Regions from separate parts of the Callithrix jacchus genome. Here region 1 is linked to region 2. The links are chromatin contacts, called in public Hi-C maps. All regions are on one chromosome and are shown on one strand. Each heading gives the region's core, a stretch centred on a gene start, on an enhancer-like site or on the middle of the called end of the contact. The rest is flanking DNA. Distances are from core to core; before and after follow the strand shown.

Region 1 (4,068 bases), core at 1,490-3,989, 980 kb after region 2:
TTCCTCCTCATTTCTGCTGCTTCTCACACAACTACCAGCATCCCTCTCCCCCGGCACCAGAGTGCTACTTGGAGAAAATAATAATAATAATGTATGATATTTTTTCCCTAAATCACTTCAACTCCAAGGACCCATTAGCAATGTATGCCCTTTCACAGATCTGTCCATTTGATCGTCAAGAAAGGTAACTTTAGAGATGATGAAATCAGGGCAAAGAAAAAAAAGATGGGAGGAAAGGTAACTGCAGATCCCTTTTTAATTTTATTTTTGCATGTCCCTTTTTGAGAATTGGTTTATTAAATTCCTTGAAAATTCTATCCTTCACCCAGCCTTTGAAAGTTCATGTCTCTTTCAACTTTGAAACAGAACATAATGTGGATTCACGTGGTGAAAAATGGGAGGGATAGAATGAAGACTTGAGAATAATGAAGAGAGTATGTCCACCCGGAGGCTAACCAAGGGCGCCCCGGCTGCTGAAGGAACTTCCTTCCGCAGGGGCCCAAGGGAAAAGTGACCTTCTAATTTAAAGATCAAAATCAGATACACAGACACACATGCACACACGCAACACGCTTGTACACACATGAATCCACACAAGCACCAGAGCAATCATCTAGCCCATTGGCATCAGTATAAGGTTTCACCTAAAGTTCCCGTGCTGACCTTTTATGGAAGATGTTTGCTTTCTAGGGATTGAGACCTGGGACCAAGTCCCAGAGATGAGGGTATAGGGGAAAGGACCCAAAAGTCAAGTTTTATGGAAGACAAAAGGGAGAGAAAAAGTATCTTCATTTATTGGTGATTTTAGTTAACAGGAACAATAGCTTTGCATTGACAGATAATAAGTGAGGGGAAAATGGTGAGGGGAATTATATACCTGACTGAGAAGGATGACATGGCTGGGGCTGCCAAAGGAAGCACTGAATGGGCTCTAAAAATAACTACAACCCAACATACCATCGCATGACTGTAAGGTGCTGGAGGCCTGCCAGAGTCAGACGTGCATTCTCGCTGACCTTTTAGATCTGACTGACTCCCAACCAGACTATGAAGGCTGTGACCAAGGAATGAATTCCTGTTCCTTCCTGGTGACCTTGCAGTGCTTTCCAGTAAGTTCTCCCGTGGTACAATTGTTCTTTTATCTGCATAGGAAGGGAATCTGTGATTCCTTCTGGAAACCGGAGCACTGTGGGAGGCAGGCCCACTCTCCTGGCTGCTGGAGAGCTGAGCATATGCAGTCCTGGAAGGAAGCCAAGTCATGGGACTGTGATAGAAAGCTCACCTCACCCCCAGGCTAGGTTGTGGCTTTGACCTTCTAGCTTGGTGACCATCAAACAGAAATTGTCATGACTTTAACAGTATAAAACTGGGGTCTTTACACAGCCTGTCAGCAAAGTCAAACCTACACCTATGTTTGTAAAGAAACCTTTATTGCAACACAGCCACACTCTTCATTTAAGGACCCTCTACCACTGCTTTCGCACCACAAAGGCAGAGTTGAGCAGCTGCAGAAGAGACCATTGGCCTGCAAAGCCAAAATAATTGACTATCTTGCCCTTTATAGAAAAAGGTTGCTGACCTCTGGTTTAAAAGAAGAATCATTAAGAGAAGGCTGTGTGATGTGCCAGAAGGACCATGGGAAGGGGCCTCCAGAGGCCTGGGTTCCAGTGCTGCTCTCTGTTGGAAACCATCTAGGTCTGTAGCTCTGAGTGACCTTGAATGTCTCTTCTAGCTGCAAAAGATACAAGAATTCTATGGTTTAAGCGATTGTAATGTACAGGTTTCGGATATCAATTTTACTGTCCAATACCCTTCATTACCAAAAGAAATACCATTTGTTTATTTGTAATCCGAAGATTATAATATATAGAATAATTACACTGGAATCCATACTTGGTGCTTACACAGAAAGAAACATACACACATGCAGGCACAGACACATGTACACACACTCACACACATGCAAACATACACACACACACTGGAGCAAGGCTTCCAGCCCACTGCTCTGAGCATAGGGTTTCATGCTCAAGATCCTTGCAGTGACCTATGGGAAGGACATGTGTCTTCTAGGACCTCACCACTTGATTGAAGAAAGCTGCTGTGTCTAGGGCCTCACCATCTGCAAAGCCGTAATCAAAACATTACTATTCAGTTACCATCTAAGACACAGCTGTAGAATTATGGAGAAATGTTTTCACAAAACTAAGCAATTGGCTGGGTCTGTCTTCTGACTGAAGAAAGAAGAATGCCTAATTCACAAAATACTTCATACTTTATAGCACATTTACATACAATATAATGGATGCCACCCTATTTACTTGTTTTCTATACCATCTTTATTTAGTGTTTATTTTATGAGACTTGTAAATAGTTTCCAAACATCTCTAAATCTAAGAAAAAGTTAACTGAGTGAAGCTGATTTTAAACAAGCTGTCTTAGCCTGGATTCTCACCAAAAGCTAAACCTGAGACAAGAGAGCTTAGTTCGGGAAATGATTCCAAAGAACAGGAGGAAAGAACAAGGCAGATTGAAACAGGAGGAGGAAAAGGTCATTCCAGAGGTCTTTTACTGAGCTGTCACTGGCATGGGCAAGGGAGGAGCCCTCCTCTTGGGACGCCTTGGATTGCCTTGTAGAATGAGTCCTCGTATGTCTTTCTAAGGAATGCCACGGGAAGTACTGTCTTCAGCTCCCATCATTGCCCCACGGGATTTTAATTCGCTCTCATTTTCAGAGTGTGCATAGGGCAGAATGGCTAACCTACTTTCTGCAAAGTCAGCAACAGCCTCAGAGAAGCCCCTGGTCAGAAAGCAAGAGTTTGTTGGTGCAGCTGAAAGAAGAGGCTGATAGGTTACAATCACGCAGTTATCATAGCAATGCCTGGAGTCAAAAGGTAGGCTAAGAGGTTGTAAGAAACCGTACAAGTAGTGATCCATACAGCATGAAATCCTTAAATTGTACTACTCTGTCCTCCCAAGATGCCATCAGTTACGTAAATGTAACTTCAATATTCCTTCAACATCCTACGTGCCTCTGCCACATGCCGAGCACCTGGAATAGAGATGCAGACACTGTTCTTACGCTAACAAACCATTTTAATGCATTCAGATCAACACTGTCAGTTAATAGGAGAACACAGACAGTTTCTCCTGTTTACAGTGGATAGGTAGCAATGAATGGAGGTCAACATAAAGGAAGACCTTAGAATGAAGGTAAAGCTTGAGAGTTGTTTCAAAGGACCAATAGGTGTTTTACAGGAAGTAAATCAGGAAGGAATATTGAATAGCCTGTGCAGAGTTGTGCAAGTTGGAGAAATCAAAATGTGTTCAGGAAAATGCAAAATACCGTGAGTAAGGTTAAAATAGAAATACATGTGAGGAAATGGCTAACCTTGAAGTGGAAGAGGTAGGCAGATCCCAGACCATGAACACTGGATTCCATCCTAAGAACCTTGAACTCCATCTATCGACAGTAGAGGAATATGGAAGACCGCAGAAGAGGAGGGAGTTATTCAGCTTGCTTTTAAGAAAGATAACTGTGATAACATAATGTAGTTTATACCACCTCAAAGGAATTTCAGAGGTAAATTAAAGCTCGTGTATTTTTATGATCCCAAGATAAAAATAATTCTGCTCTGTCAAACATTTAAATTCATACATCATACAATAATGTTTTTCTGTAAATGTACAGAACTTTATGGCTAAATTTAACACCACAAATGAAAACCATCACAAGGCTTCATCAGAGCAGAGACTTTTGTGAGAGTGTAGGTCTGTTATGTATTACTTAGTGTTCACAGCACTTTACAACGCTGGCCTAGAAATAATTTAAAACACTGGCCACTTCCCCAGCCTTTTATTTCTGTGAGGCAATATGATAATTTAGGAAGACTAATGTCAGGACTCCGTCCAGAAATGTAGGCTTTTGCCACCCTGTTATGAAGAAAATCAGTCATGTTGGTTTTTTGTTGAGACCAGGAATAATAAGCATCCAATAAACCACAGTGACTTTCTCAACTTAAATTCAGGAAAACACACTAATGAATTCTCAGGTCCTTTCATGAGTTT
Region 2 (4,381 bases), core at 489-2,988:
AAGCATATTTGGTAAACACTTGCATGTTGCCTTTCTATATATAAACAATACTCAAAATCTTCAGAAGTCAAAACTAAAATATTTCTAATTTATCACATTTTCCCCCAAAAGGACTACAATACTAATATATTTGAGTTATTAGACTTCAGTTTTCTGAATGTGAAGGAAAAATGAAGCTGGAACGATTGTGTACTAAATTATATTAAGCTTGGTGGAAATAAAAACTTTTTTGGAGGAAGAGGGAGAAAAAAAGTACGGGCAACTGAAAATGAGAGTACAAAGAGTTGATGTGGAAATAAATCTTCAGCCATAACTACATTATTTTCAGAGATAACTAGCAGGAGGGAATTAAAATAGTTGCCAACAGATTTAAACTCGAAGTTTGCAAATCTCCTCAGATACTCTAATTAGTCTTTAATATCGTTAAGTTTATCTTCTCCCATTTCTCTCTCCTGCTGCACAGCTGAAGACAAATGAAAGGGATTTGAGCTCCTCTGCACATTCATTTTATTTCTAGACAACAGACTGGTATAGAAAACAAACATCAGGCAAAGATCTTCTTATTAAACATAAGCAGACATAACATCTTTGTTTCTGACGACCTTAGTTAAAGCTTTGGAGTCAAGAGGTAACTGAAATGCAAGATTACATTTAATCTTTGATGGGCTAGCCTAATTAATCGTGATTCTTATCACCTAAATTGGAGTCTGATTCTAAGATTACAATTTACAGTGCACAGCAAATTAAAATGCTAGGCAGGATGTAAATGGGGAAGAAGTGGACTTCCTCCTCTCCTCACCAGAAAAATAATTTATACTTGAGTCCACAGGATTTTTGAAGCCCATGATGTATAAGGAAAGCTGGTCTTTCGCTGTGCTAAGAAAGATTTCATATGAAGTACGACCCAGAAGCCCCAAAAAAGAAGAAAAATCACAGGTCATACCATGCAGTGGGGTGCTAGATTGTTTGTTGAATGAATGAATCACTAGTATTGAACATCAACTAGGAGCCACGTTCCCACAGTAAGTATTTTACAAAAATATTTTCATTTATTTTTCATAGCAGTTCAAAAGTGTATAGTCTCTATTATCCCCAATATAAAGGCAAGGAAACAGAGACTTAGAGAAATTATTTGGCCAATGTTACAAAGCTCTTAAGTAGTATCTATGTATTTAGTTTGGGCTTGTCCTCCCAGCACCAGAGTATCCAAGTGCCAATCAAGGAAAGAAACCTATGATAAGTTTCCCAACACTTCCAGCAAACCTCCCTACTTTAAAAGGTATCTGCAATAAGGGTGTTGTGTGACACAGATATCTGATGGTCAATCCCAGAAGGGAATAACCTTAATACTTTCTGATTATGTTCAAGTTAAATGATCTTGACAATAACAGTTTTTGTACTTCCTCCCAAATAACAAGTTAGTACATTCTCTCTCTTGTTATGAACTACTTTGAAATGCAGACAATTAACACTGTAAACAGAAAAGCAATAGGAGTCCCTGTTAATAACCAGAGAAAGCCAGGGGCATTCCAGATGAACCACACTATCTCTGACTGAGGGTAAACTTGTGGAGACACCTTCTCTCCTACTTATATGTGATGATACATTTCAGAGTCAAACTAATACAATGTCACGTTAGAAATGCTTAAAAATAATAAAGCAGAGTTTTAAAATGTAACTGGACAAGCCGTGATGTCACAAGCAACTGAAGGATCCCCTGATTAGGAGAGGGCAGGGGGAAGGAGAGGAACTGGACAGAAAGATGCTGCTGGCAGACTGGAGACCAGAAAGAAGCTTTGGATCCAGGCTGGGACCTCACTGACAGTGCAGAAGCAGGACACTGGCTGACTAAGGAGAAAGTGAGTGGCAAGAGAGAGAGAGGAACTGCCAAAAAGGCAAGTTTGTCCAGCTAGACTGAACAAGCACTCTTAAGAAAGCCTGGATAGAAATCTGGCGAAAAAAGCACCACCAGGTTTCATTCCAATTAACTACAGGGAGTTATCTGACATTTTTAAACATACTAAAAAGTTAAAAGAATTGTTGAGTGAACGCCCATATTATCTTTCACCTAACATTTTATCATATTTGCTTTATTTACATATTTATCTACCAGTCTTTTTTTAAAAGATGTATTTTAAAGTCAGATGCAGAAGTCAGTTGCCATGGACAGAATTGTGTCCCTTCCCCCAGATTCATGTTGATGCCCTGACCCTCATGCGGCAGTATCTGGAGATGGGGCCTTTGGGAGGCAACTGAGTTTAGAGGAAGTCATGAGGGCAAGTGCTCTCATGATGGAATTCATGCCCTTATAAGAAGCAGCACCAGAGAGCTTTCTCCCCACCCTTCCCACGTGAGGTCACAGTGACAAGGCAGCACCCTGGAGGCTAGGGAGAGGGCCCTCACCAGAACCCAACCACATTGGCACCCTGATCTCAGACATCCAGCCTCCAGAACTGTGAGAAATAGATTTTGAAATGTCTATGATGGTACAGACATAAACACCAGTGTTTTGTTATGGTAACCCTGATCTAACACGAGTACACTGCACCCAAAGGGAGGAATGGAACCTTGTCTAGAAAATGTCAATGTCAAACACAATTCTGTAAGTATTTAGGAAATAGCCTCTGCGTGTCAGAATGTTCCTAAGGCAGTGCTTCCCCAACTTTAATGTACATGTGAATAGCCTGATTCAGGAGGTCGGGGTGTGGTGTGGGACTCTGCATTTCCAACAGGCTCCCAGATGATGCCCATGCTGTTGGTCCTTGGACCACAACCACACTTTGAGTAGCAGGGATTGAGGCTGAGCCTACCAGCCACAGAGAGAAAACCCAGACCACTGTGCAAGACAGAATCCCAATGATTGATCTTCTTACTGGTAACTTGTTGCCTACATGCGTGAGTTTTACAGGCTGGTCTTACACCAGACCCCAGATGATGCTGACGGACTGGAGGGTCTAGCTGTCAAATCAAATTTGGTGTGATATCACACTGAATTCAGTATGAAAAGAGAAAGACTAGCAGTCGGAAGCTCTGCTGCTCTGTTCATTGTGTACAGATGAGTGCGGAGGGATCATGTGAGCCCCAGCTTGCCCAAGGTCCCACAGGAAGTCCAAGCCAAGGTCCCAGGCCTCCTGATGTGCATACCAGAGCCTTTCCCATCTGGCCACATTCAAGAGGACGTTGTTCTTTATATTTCCTGTGGGGTGGAAGGAGGAGTTAAGGAGGGACAGGAATTGTTACAAAGGCTGAGTACAAATTACTGCTACTACTACTACAGATAATCCCCATGTGGTGAACACTTAGCATAAGAAACTGTGCTCAGTGTTTTATCTCATTTAATCTGTATAGTGCTCTAAGGAATTATCATTGTCTCCATTTTACAGATGAGAAAACTGAGATTAAGAAAAGTTAAACAAGTTGCCTAAAGTCATACCAGCAGTAAGAAATAAAGCTAGAATTTTAAAGAAAAGATAGGACTTCAAAGCCAATTGTAACCACTCTGTGAATCTAGGTTGCCTTTTTAGGCAGACACATTGCATGTCGCCATTTGTGAGGTTAGAACATCTTTACACGACACTGATGGACAAGCACTTGGCGACAGTTACAACCCTTAGTGACAAGAGGTGCGGTTTTTCAACTTGAGCTTGGATTGGCAGGCCAGCTTCTCACCATCACCTCTGTTTTATCAGGATTGAAGCCTTGCCAGCCCACTCAGCCAGGCTAAATATTTTCAAGACAGCATTTATTAAATATTTTCTCATAAAGCTAAACAAAGCACATTCTTCCCCAAGGATGTAATGGGTTTTATTCAGCTAAATATAGCTGGCTAACTTATCACTTTTAGCAAGGTATAACAGATTCTTCTAGTGAATCATCAGGTGGACCAAGAGCCCTGCTAATCTCTTTTTAAAAAATATATATTTTGTAATGTATATTTGCAAGCATCCCAAAATGAAATCTTAGTAAAATATGCTTAACAAATATATGAAGGGGGTTAAAGCACCCATGATCAAAGAGGGAAAGAAAGGGAAAGCAATGATCTCTGTGTGGAATTGGGAAGAAAAAAGAAAGGCAAGAGGCCCGAAAACATTGTTCAGAAGATTCCGAAATGCATAAGAAAAAAAGATAGCTTTTATTCAGACTTCATTTTAAAAGTTTGAAAAGATCACTTATATAAGACTATATATATTAAAAGGTAACGATTTTGGAGATAAACACAATTCTTAACAATTGTGTAAGGAGTCAGAGTTTAACAAAATGAAGCAATATACTTTCACTACCTCAGACAAAGGTGATTAATTCTGGTGGGCTGGTAAATCTTCATATCTCACAACAGACTATGATCAGTAGTGAAATAAACAGAGGCCACTCACCTCTCTGC

The links. Hi-C and Micro-C count contacts between places; a contact is called where the count stands out from the background.
Region 1: a Hi-C map of skeletal muscle shows a contact between it and region 2, with 13 times the contacts expected there. The contact joins two enhancer-like sites. A contact is called at or near these places in 3 of 3 Hi-C or Micro-C datasets (induced pluripotent stem cells and skeletal muscle).

Annotation. Positions count from the first base shown.
Region 1 is chr2:142,251,367-142,255,434 of calJac240_pri, forward strand. No RefSeq gene overlaps it. Among named protein-coding and RNA genes, the nearest start is that of CD180, 40 kb to the right of the region's middle. Within about 2 kb of position 2,740, at least 1 of the 16 cell types and tissues checked has an H3K27ac peak or open chromatin away from gene starts, as enhancers often do. A contact at or near this core is called in skeletal muscle, where this site is marked.
Region 2 is chr2:141,272,158-141,276,538 of calJac240_pri, forward strand. All of the region lies in intron 1 of PIK3R1 (phosphoinositide-3-kinase regulatory subunit 1), which reads right to left. Among named protein-coding and RNA genes, the nearest start is that of PIK3R1, 39 kb to the right of the region's middle. Within about 2 kb of position 1,739, at least 3 of the 16 cell types and tissues checked have an H3K27ac peak or open chromatin away from gene starts, as enhancers often do. A contact at or near this core is called in skeletal muscle, where this site is marked.